2 separate regions of the Triticum aestivum genome follow, and region 2 is linked to region 1. The links are chromatin contacts, called in public Hi-C maps. All regions are on one chromosome and are shown on one strand. Each heading gives the region's core, a stretch centred on a gene start, on an enhancer-like site or on the middle of the called end of the contact. The rest is flanking DNA. Distances are from core to core; before and after follow the strand shown. Region 1 holds the start of LOC123157070 (photosystem II core complex proteins psbY, chloroplastic). Region 2 holds the start of LOC123159788.

What was found. Hi-C and Micro-C count contacts between places; a contact is called where the count stands out from the background.
Region 2: a Hi-C map of leaf shows a contact between it and region 1, with 3 times the contacts expected there. The contact joins the promoter of LOC123159788 here to the promoter of LOC123157070 in region 1. A contact is called at or near these places in 3 of 5 Hi-C or Micro-C datasets (all in leaf).

What each region holds. Positions count from the first base shown.
Region 1 is chr7B:399,084,203-399,089,805 of IWGSC CS RefSeq v2.1, forward strand. It overlaps LOC123157070 (photosystem II core complex proteins psbY, chloroplastic), which reads left to right and starts at 3,531. Exons shown (of 1, transcript XM_044575313.1): 1 at 3,531-4,615. The coding sequence starts at 3,711. The coding sequence ends at 4,319. It overlaps LOC123156079 (succinate dehydrogenase [ubiquinone] iron-sulfur subunit 1, mitochondrial), which reads left to right. Exons shown (of 2, transcript XM_044574241.1): 1 at 1-372; 2 at 2,579-2,999. The coding sequence ends at 2,750.
Region 2 is chr7B:399,445,464-399,451,066 of IWGSC CS RefSeq v2.1, forward strand. It overlaps LOC123159788, which reads left to right and starts at 3,127. Exons shown (of 3, transcript XM_044577616.1): 1 at 3,127-3,928; 2 at 4,010-4,186. The coding sequence starts at 3,263.

The DNA of each region.
Region 1 (5,603 bases), core at 2,281-4,780:
CCGCGAGGGCATCTGCGGCAGCTGCGCCATGAACATCGACGGCGACAACGGGCTGGCCTGCCTCACCAAGATCTCCTCGGAGGCGGCCGGGGCCTCCACGATCTCGCCGCTCCCCCACATGTTCGTCGTCAAGGACCTCGTCGTCGACATGACCAACTTCTACAACCAGTACAAGAGCGTGGAGCCGTGGCTCAAGCGCAAGGACCCGCCGGCGGCTGGAGGGAAGGAGATCTACCAGTCCAAGGCCGACCGCGCCAAGCTCGATGGCATGTACGAGTGCATCCTCTGCGCCTGCTGCTCCACATCCTGCCCGTCCTACTGGTGGAACCCAGAGGAGTATCTCGGCCCCGCCGCGCTGCTCCATGCCAACAGGTATACCCGCACCTTCCTCGTAGGCTCTTGATATCGTGAATTGTGATGATATGCTGAGTATGTTGCGTCTGTCTGCTGGATCTACTCGATTACTGAATGACATGTGATTGATCGGTTGGTGTGTCATGCTGTGAATTGGTTGTGCGATGATACGTAGGGTGGTTTTTATCTCGCTTAGGTAGTTGGGTGTGCAACTAAGTGCGTTTATTTATCTAGGAGAATGATTCGCTGGTCTGTTGTGAAGCTGAATTATTTGGTCCATTTTTTTTTGGAAATGGAGGCGTACCCCCGGCCTCTGCATCATAATGATGCATGCAGCCATCTTATTAAAAAGTTTCGAAGTAGCACAAAGTCATAAAGATTACAGCTCGCAAGCGGAGCAAAACAAAGAAAATGAAGACCATCTGTTACTGCCTGCTGAGCTGTGTAGATGACCATCGTTTGGTGGATAGTGTGAAATGCCCATTTGCTTCAAGATTGCCTTTACATTTTAGGGCTTAAGTGATTGTTTGTATATTTTTTTGGGTCCATTTATGCAAAGGATCATCTGTTACTTTTTTGCTAGCCCCCTGGCGAAGCGGTGTAGATGTTGTTTGGTGGATAGAGTGAAATGCCCATTTGGTTGAAGATTGCCTATACACATTAGGGCATCAGTGATTGTTTGTATATTTTTTGGGTCGATTCATGCAATGATCATCTGTTACTTTTTTGCTAGCCCCCCGGCGAAGCGGTGTAGATGATCATTTGGTGGATAGTGTGAAATTTCTGTTTGGTGACTGCTTCTATTCTCTTTTATCTGGTCTTTGGCTGATTGATTTGGAAGTTGATGCCGCTGCTGGAAATAATCATTAGTCTGTAGTTTTTGTAGTATGCTTCTTCACGACATTCTTGATGACATCGAAAGTACTAGTTTAGCTCCCCCCCCCCCCTAGTAGCCTGATTCTTGATGAGGCCTTGATTCGGAAGTTACTTTTATTTGTGGTGGCCTCTGTTTCAGTAGAGATCATTCTAGTTTCCCCTTTACCAGCAAATTATGGTTATGTTCTACCAAAATTAAAATGATAATTGTCTAATATATTTAATGCCTTTTTGCTGTAAGCTTTAGGATGTTGTTAAGTCCATGACACGTTCGCCCGTTCACCCTTTTTAGGCTTCCGGATTGGGGGACGCTAATGAAACCGAAACCCAGCATGCTTCCGCTGTGGGGGACGCTAATGAAACCAAAACCCAGCATGTTCATGCACGTCCAAGCTCGAGGATACCATGGGGTCTCAGTCTCAGAGAAGAGAAACTTGCGGGATCACAAACGTAGAATTCTTGCAGCAAAATATGAGCTGAGAGGAAAGCTTTATAAGGCTGTCTGTAGGGACCCTGAACTTCCATCAGATATGCGGGATAAGTTTCGCTATAAGTTGTCCAAGCTGCCAAGAAATAGTAACATGACACGTCTTAGAAACCGCTGTATTTTCACGGGCCGCTCTCGTGGTGTCTACCAGAAATTCCGCATGTCCCGTATCGTGTTCCGCACCTTGGCAAATAAGGGTGAACTGATGGGTGTTAAGAAAGCGTCTTGGTAGATGTTAAGAGCTGGGTAGAACAAAGAACTAGCTCTTCAGTAGTCCAGCAAAATAAGGTTGCCCTCTTTCAGTGTTTGATTCCTGAAACTATTTGTCAAGCTTTGTTTTGCCAGCAAACGGCATGGTTTTCTCTTTATTTAGTTGAAGCAGTGTAATGTACTGTTTTTCATGCTATTCAGCATTTATGAAGCTAAAGATTCTATTGTTCAAGGTTTCTAAAAGCTGGCTGTTTGATTCAATATTTATCTGATCTGACTTTATTTGATGTGTGCACTGAGATTTTATATCTGATTCTCTGTTATATCATATTGTAATTAAGCTTGTCTGTTGACTGTTATAACCAGTAAAGGCTATAGTGGAAGTGCCACCATGTGCCTGTCTAACTTATAATCTAAAACATGATCTGATATAAGGCACATGAAAATTTGACTAATAATTGCAACTCCCCTTAGTCAGAAGAAACTGGAAACAGAAATCAGATGTGGTTGGTTTCTTGGTCGTTTGTCACTTGTGCAAGCATCATCTCATTTCACATACCTTCAAGTGTTTGAAATGCCTTCAGCCCTTTGCCTTTGCATTGGGCTGACGACTGTAGTGTCGGAGAGATATAAACACATTCGTCCTTCCAGGTGGATCCAAGACAGCCGTGATGAGTTCACAAAGGAGCGCCTTGACTCCATCAACGACGAGTTCAAGCTGTACCGCTGCCACACCATCAAGAACTGCACGCATGCCTGCCCCAAGGGACTCAACCCGGCCAAGCAGATCGATACAATAAAGAAGTTGCAGCTCGGAGCCTGAGTGAGGTCTACTACACCGTGGAGATGTCGAAAGTTGTAATCAGCCTGTCATTTGGTTTGTTTTGGCTCCGTGGTGACGAATAATGGCTGGAAACGCAGGATATTCCCCGCTTGACGATTCCGTGTAGGGCGTGAATAATTGCTACCAGATTTTATTCTTTTCGTGCTGTATCTAGTTTGGTGGTTCACCGTTGATCATCTTTTGATGTCCATGCATCAAGTAATTCATAAACTTTTGAATTGGTACCAACTTTTGGATGTTGCATATGTGTTGTTTGCTTCCTTTGTCTCAGGAACATAAGCGCTTACAGTGTTACAGAGTTTACGTCGTCGGCACAGCTTAGCGCACCCTCCCATCGCTCACCGCTCGCGTTGCCTGCCAATACAGAGGCAAGGGGGAAAGCGGTGGACTGGGCTTGTTGTCGGCGTTAGACGAAGAGGAAAGCAGTCGAATGCACGCCGCGGAGCACGAAGATGAACGTCATTACGTGCACTTTTAACTGAAATCGCCGTAAATACCTAGCGACGTTTCAATCCAGATGATCTCCGATCTTGTCCTTTCTTAGACGAATAAGATCTTGTCGTTTGGTACCATAGGGCATTCTAGAGTACACTTATATTCCTAGCGCGAGATATCTCAATTTCCGATTCATTTCAGCACCCTCTACTCCACTTCCTCTCATCATCAAAGTCTCCATGTAAATCGTATGGTCCCCACCTCGTTGCTCGCACAGCCAATGGCATTGCAAGTTGCAGGCCGCGAGATAAGCTTTCAAACCTCGATCGCACACTCGCCGCACAAGATAAGCTAGCCACATCGTTCATTCTAGAAACTCAGGGAGGGCATTGCATTACACACTCGCGCACCTCACAACACCCCTCCATCCACCTTTTGCCAGCGTGAGAGCTTCTTCTTTCTTGCGAGGGAGAGGTCAGCGAGCAACCAGGGAGCTAGGCGTCAATGGCGACCATAGCCACGATGACCATGCTCAAGCCCGCCAAGATCACGGCCAGGTCGGCGCCTTCCTCGCCGTCGTTCAGCGCCAAGGTGGCGTCGCCGAGCATCTCGCTGCGCAGCCTGCAGAAGAACGCGGCCAAGAAGGGAGCCCTGGCCGTGTCGCCGGCGGCCGCGGCCATGGCGAGCGCCTTCTTCACCTCGCTGGCCTCGTCGGACGCCGCGATGGCGTCGCAGCGGATCGCGGACGTGGCGGCGGTGGCGCCCGCGGACGACAACCGGGGCCTGCTGCTGCTCTTCGTGGTGGCGCCCGCGCTCGGGTGGGTGCTCTACAACATCCTCCAGCCGGCGCTGAACCAGCTCAATAAGATGCGGTCCGAGAAGGCGCTCGTCGCCGGGCTCGGCATCAGCGCCGCCGCGGCCGCCGGCCTGGCCGCCGCGCCGGAGCCGGCCTCCGCCGCCGTGCAGGAGCTCGCCGCGCTGGCGGCGGTAGCGCCCGCCGACGACAACCGGGGCCTGCTGCTGCTCTTCGTGGTGGCGCCCGCCCTCGGATGGGTGCTCTACAACATCCTGCAGCCGGCGCTGAACCAGCTCAACAAAATGCGGTCCAACTGAGCGTCGTCGTCGTCGTGGCATCGCATGCGGTCCGGCCGAGTGGGTTCGTATGTGTGTGTTCGTCTATTAAGAGTCGTGGTAGTAGCGTGGAACGTGGTGTGAGTGCCTGCTTGCATACTCTCTAATCTTGTTCCTTCCATTGATCAAATGCAGTACAGCTCTTCTTGTTTTCTCTTCTGCTACGTTCAGTCCAATGTTCTCTTCTGCTACGTTGCATGCTGGATTGGGTTTCTAGGGCAACTCTAATCAATCCTGTAAAAATAAAGGAGGATCCTTAGCCAAGTGTTTTTTTTTTACTTCAGATTTGGCCGGTCCGAGCCGATCGGCAATATATAACGGAGTTACTTTTCTGGTTTATGCATTTCGTGGAACAGTAATGCTACACGTACAAATGAGTTACGGAGTTTTACAAAGAAAGTTAATTTGATGGGTCAATAGATAGGGAGGCGGTCCACCCCTCCTGAAAATCAGGAGGAAGCAAGTTTGTGATTGGTTAGTAGATGAAAAAAGTTCGTAAACTCATGTATTTGTTTGTATGTCTATCATTTTTTTTCGTGGAACACCGTCATGTGTGTCCGCGGCGATGCTGACCATGCCGAAAACGCCGGCGTCCGCCATCGTGCTCATGCTCGGCGAGGATGGAGGGCTGCGTTGGGGTCGTTGTAGGGCCACCCATAGAAGTCCTCGGCCATCGCCCATGCACGTCTTCCTAGCCGCATTCCTGCCGGCCTCCGCGGTGGTTCTGTACCTCGTGATGTAGCCGCGCTCCGTGTACCTCGTCGACTACGCTTGCTTCCACACCAAGCCCAGCCACTGCGTCCCCTTCGGCACATTCCTCGAGCACGCCAAGCTTGTCACCTTCATTGAGGGGGGCTCCATGACGAGCGCAGCGTCCGTTTCATGACGTGGCTGCCGGAGCGGTCCGGGCTCAGGAAAGAGATGTGCCTGTCCCCGGCGCACCACTTCATCCCGCCGTACCGGAACTTGGGAGGCCTCACGCGAGGAGGTGGAGCTCGTCATCTTCTCCGCCATTGACGATCTGCCCCGACGCCATTGACTTCCTCATTGTCAACTGCAGCCTCTTCGCGCCCATCCATTCTTCACCAACATGATCATCCACAAGTACAAGATGCGCAGTGACATCTCCAAGGTGCACCTCTCCGGGATGGGGTGCAACGCGGGGGTGGTCGTTAGGTCGAGTTCGTCGTCCATGAGGTCACCGGCGAGGTCGCTGACGAGGCCGGAGGTCGCCACCGTCGATAAGGGAGCTTCACGCTAGTCGCC
Region 2 (5,603 bases), core at 1,877-4,376, 360 kb after region 1:
AAACCCCTATTGTTTCAGCTCAAGAATCCGGTCCACATTCTGAGGAAACTGCATCAAATAGCACATCAAATACCACTACCCAGCAGGAGAACAGGATAACAGGAGACATGAGCAATCCCGAGGCTGATTTTGGTCCAGAATCTCCTCTGGGATCCGTGCAGGCGGGCTGCAGCAGCAACACAGGTTCTCCAGCGCGCATGCAGTCGCCCTGATCTCTGCCTGTCTCCTCGCGGTCCCCGCCTGAATCGCCAACAGCCACGTCGTCGCCTGCCCCTGCGTCAACGCCATCAATGCACATCGTGGACCCGCATCATCATGAGCCAATGATTACCTCATCAGGTGACAGCAGCGTGGATCCCAGTGTGGATATGCCTGTAGATTCTGTTGTTTCTTCAGGATCTTATGTGCCTTCCACTCCTGCACCACCTCCTGCTGTTGGAGTTCAAACTAGGCTGCAAAAAGGTATTCGACAACCAAAAATATATACTGATGGTACTGTTAGATATGCTCTTCTAACAGCTACAGGAGAACCAAAAAATCTTTCTGAGGCCTTACTGATCCAAATTGGAAACATGCTATGCAAGACGGATATGATGCTCTTGTTGCTAACAATACCTGGCATTTAGTGCCTCCTAGTTCAAATAAAAATATTATTGATTGCAAATGGGTTTATCGCATCAAGAAACATGCTGATGGCACCGTGGACAGGTACAAAGCACGTCTTATTGCAAAAGGATTCAAACAACGATATGGTATTGACTATGAGGATACTTTCAGCCCCGTGGTTAAGGCTACCACTATCACAATTGTTCTTGCAATATCAGTTTCTCGAGGCTGGAGTTTAAGGCAGCTAGATGTGAAGAATGCGTTTTTACATGGTGTTCTGGAAGAGGAGGTTTACATGAAACAACCACCAGGTTTTCAGTCTTCGGCTACTCCAAATTATATTTGCAGACTTAATAAAGCATTATATGGTCTGAAACAGGCTCCTCGAGCTTGGTACTCTCGCCTAAGTTCCAAGTTACACACACTTGGTTTTCTTCCCTCCAAAGCTGATACTTCGTTGTTCCTTTTTGATAAGCCAGGACTCACTATGTTCCTCTTAATTTATGTTGATGACATCATTGTTGCAAGCTCCTCTGATTCGGCCATATCAACTCTCCTTCATCACTTAAGTTCGGATTTTGCTCTCAAGGATCTTGGAGATCTTCATTATTTTCTAGGTATTGAAGTTCACAAACAGTCCAATGGGCTGCTTTTAAGTCAAGAGAAATATGCTACAGACTCACTGGCTCGTGTTGGTATGAGTTCTTGCACGCCATGTCCAACACCTCTCTGCATTACAGAAACATTACGCTTGACAGATGGCTCTCCTCTTGGATCTAAGGATATTACACATTGTAGGAGCATTGTGGGGGGACTCCAGTATCTGACACTGACTCGCCCTGATCTTTCTTTTTCAGTTAATAAGGTCTGTCAGTTTCTTCATGCTCCTCCTACTGCACATTGGACTGCTGTTAAACACATTTTGAGATATATTCAAGGCACAAGTAAGGTTTGTCTTACTTTCCAGAGGTCTAGCTCCTCCCTTCTCAGTGCATATTCAGATGCAGATTGGGCAGGTGATTTAGATGATAGACGCTCTACTGGTGGATTTGCTATATTTTTTGGGCCCAATCTTGTTTCTTGGAGTGACAGAAAACACCCTACTGTGTCCAGGTCAAGTACAAAGGCTGAATATAAAGCCCTTGTAAATGCCACTCCTGAGCTTATTTGGGTTGAAGCACTGGTTCGTGAACTTGGTGTTTCCCTTCAGGAGAAACCATGCATATGGTGTGATAATCTTGGTGCTACCTACCTGTCTGCCAATCCAGTTTTTCATGCCTGTACAAAACACATTGAGATAGACTTCTGTTTTGTTCGAGAATGGGTTGCTCGCAAGCAACTTGATGTCCGGTTCATATCACGCAAGGATCAGATTGTAGATGGTTTCACAAAAATGTTATGTGTAAAAAATTAGATGAGTTTAAGCACAATCTAAACCTCTCCCAGGTCTAGATTAAGGGGGGGTATTAGAGTTATTCTAATATACGTATTGGGCATAGAGTAGTACTCTACCCCAATAAGTATCCTCTTTGTATACGCCACCACGGGGGCTCTTCCTATGTATATAAATACGTAACGAGCTACCCCAAAGGATACGTCCGTTCACCCTAAAAATCAACACACGCCATAGTTCAGCTCCATAGGAGCCCATCAGTGCGGCCCATAAGCCATGGGCCGGTACCCCGAGGACCCCTTAATACATGACTCTCTCAGCCGACACTAACAACATGGATCCTGATGCCGAGTAGTGGTTCTAGATGATGTGTTCCAACATCAATGTGTGCCATAAAGAACTTTGACCCAGTCTATTTATCGACTATGTTTGAATTTTTGAGTTGTTGAACTATTTCTACTCAATATTCATGGGTAAATGAAACCGTTTGGCTCCACATTTGTAACTAAATGTGTACAATACGACAAAAATAGTGAAAAATGGTATGCTAGACAAATGGGAAACGACAATCGAAGGACGCCCTATTTAACGGATACACTAGCGCTGCCCACGAACAAATGAAAATGTTTGGTTCCCAGGATTTTTTTTAAGTTGCTCCAGCTTTGAAAAAAAATCTGTCCTCCGCCACTGAAACGAAGGACGGGTTTGAGTGCATCCCCTGAAGATGACCCTAGTTTTTTGCAGTCTATGTTGTTCATAAGTTTGATCAATCGTGCCTCAGCAACATGTTCTTGCGTCTACCATCGTAAACAGGAGCGATTTTTCCTGTCGGCATCATCTTTTGTAGCGACCCAATGCAGCTTGGGATTATAGAAGAAGCTTAGCTTAAGAATTATAAGATCAAGACGTAGTACTGGTGTTAAAGTCGCAACGGCGACGATGTGAACGCCCATCTCATCACAAAACCCCCGTGAAGCCGTTAAAACCCCACCCTTCCAGATCCCGTAGGACCCCGAGCAAAAGGCAACAACCGCAATCTGGCCAGCCAATGAGACTCAGCCATGTCAGCAGAACCTCGCCACGTCCGCGCAGGATCATGGGAAAAAAGTGCCTCGCCTTTGCTGGCCCCGCGCCACCCTGCTCGCGGCCGCGGGAGATCCCCTCGCTTTCCCTCCAAATAGCTTCTCCCGTGCTCATGTCCCCATGCCTCTCGCCCATTTTGCAGGGAGCACCTTGAGGTAGCAGTAAAGTATTTCCGAGGCCATGGCTAGCGGCGGCGGCGGCGACCGGCGGCGGGGCTCGTGCCGGGCCAAGGGGAAGAAGAAGAAGAAGACCAAGTACCTCAGCCTCAGCCGCCACCTCGCCAAGGCGGTGGAGGTCCACAGGCCTGCTGAATCTCTGTCGGTGGAGGATTCCTTGCCGCCACCCTCGGCGTTGCCGTCCCCGTCCACGGAGGAGGCGGTGGAGGATGGATGCGGGCACGAGCAGCAGCAGCTCGAGCCGTTCACGCTGCATCCTGAGGCGCCTTCGACTCTCTTCGCGGCGGCGCCGTCGCTCACTGACATCCTCGGCGTGTCCTCCTCCTCCTTTTCCGGCGGCGGCGAAAGGGGTTCACCGTCGTGCACCCTCTCCCCGGACGCCTCCGCGGGGACTGCTGGCGGGAAGGAGGAGGACCTTGCGCGGCGCGCGCTCCGGGGGAGGGAGCGGTGGGTGTACTGCAGGAGCAGCTCCTCTTCGCCGAGCGCGGCCACTGCGACGACCACCACCTCATCCTCCTGCTCGTCGGCCGCGAGCACGGGCGCCGCCTCCGCGCGGTCGCCGCTGCTCAAGCTGGACTACGACGAGATCCTGGCCGCCTGGGCGGGCCGCGGGTCCCTCTTCATCGGCGGCACCGCGAGCCACGTCACGCCCAAGCTGGAGCTCGATTCTGTAAGCCTACGACCCCCTTTGTCCTCTCGGAGTCGGAGGGACGATGCGCGCTCGTGAATCCTGACACGGGGTGCGTTGCAGGAGGTGTTCGTGGATGTGGCGCCGCCGCCGCAGGCGGCGACGTGGAGCTCGCCGGAGGTGTCCGGGAGGGCGGAGAGGGTGAGGCGGTATAAGGAGAAGCGACATGCCCGGCTGTTCTCGAAGCGGATCCGGTACGAGGTTCGCCGGCTCAATGCCGTCAGGCGGCCGCGCTTGAAGGTAATTTTTCGCATCGCGTTCGTGCCGTACCTGAACTTGTTGCAATTTCCTTAGTGAGGTTGTGATCTACATACTGCATTAGTAATGATCTCAACTGCAAAACTGCGTTGATGGGAATCTGGCATAGAGAGCATGTTTAGATTCTATACCTCAGGGAATCTGTTTGTAAATCGTTGATTAGAGAATAGAGATTCAGCTTCTGGTCCCAGCGACAATTGAATGAACTCATCATACAGAGGCCAAATTTCGTGTTTTGACCCTTTTGGTATACAAATTCAGGATTTGACCCTGGTTGCAAAAAAATTCGAGATTTGACCCTTTCGCTACCGCCAGGGGTACATGCGGTAGGGTTACACAGCCTACCGCCAGAGCCTCTGGCGGTAGAATGCGACGGAGGGGACGGCGGCCGTTTGCCCGAGCTGACGTGGATAAGTACCCTACCGCCAGGTACCTTGACAGTAGGTTGTCTAAACCTACCGCCAGCACCCCTGGCGGTAGGGTGCGGCTCGGTTTTGCCTCCCAAACTTTCTGTGACGAAATACCAAAGTGCCCTGGCGGTAGGTTCACCCTACCGCCAGGGGGGTTGGCGGTAGTCTGTGCGACCCCGCCAGAGGCCGTGGCGGTAGGGTCCTGTGTTTTATTTTTCCAAGTTCAGTTGCTTGCTTCTTTTCAAATTCAATATGACATCAGTATCACAGATAGATAAGCACAACAGCAAAAAGTGTTTGCATATGAAATTATGATAACCTCACACTTATAGATAGTAAAAATGATGTATCCATTAAGTTCAACATATCAAAATAGGTTCAACTACTAACATAGGTAGCAATAACAAGACACCGAGTAGTTCAACATAAGACAACAACTTTAACTTAGCAAGTTCAACATCACTAGTTCCTTCCCCTCCCCCTCTTGGCGGCACGCTCCTCGTTTGTCTTCGAGCGGCCCTCGTCCGGCTTCTTCGAGTGCCGATCGCCGGACCAATGGGGGGCCTCCTGAAACACGAACATTTTGTTATGAACATATAATCATATCATGTTAAACCGTTCAACTAACATCAATCATATCATATTCAACAAATGTAAAAAAATATTATGAATATGAACTGCGGTTCATCTTCAAACTAGTTATTCTATCCTATTATGAATATGAACATTAACCAATCAATTTCAACAATTGTAAAAACATATATAAAAATTACCAACATATTCATCTTCAAACCACATCACCTCATCACCTTATCTTATGCCAAATAGGTTCTATCCTCAAACTAGTTAACAAATTCAACATATTCAACCACATCACCACATCAACTCATCAATCATATTCAAACATATTTAACCTCATCAAACATCAATAAATAATTCAAAAAATATTAACATGAACTAGGGTTCATCAACTATATAAAATAGGCTCT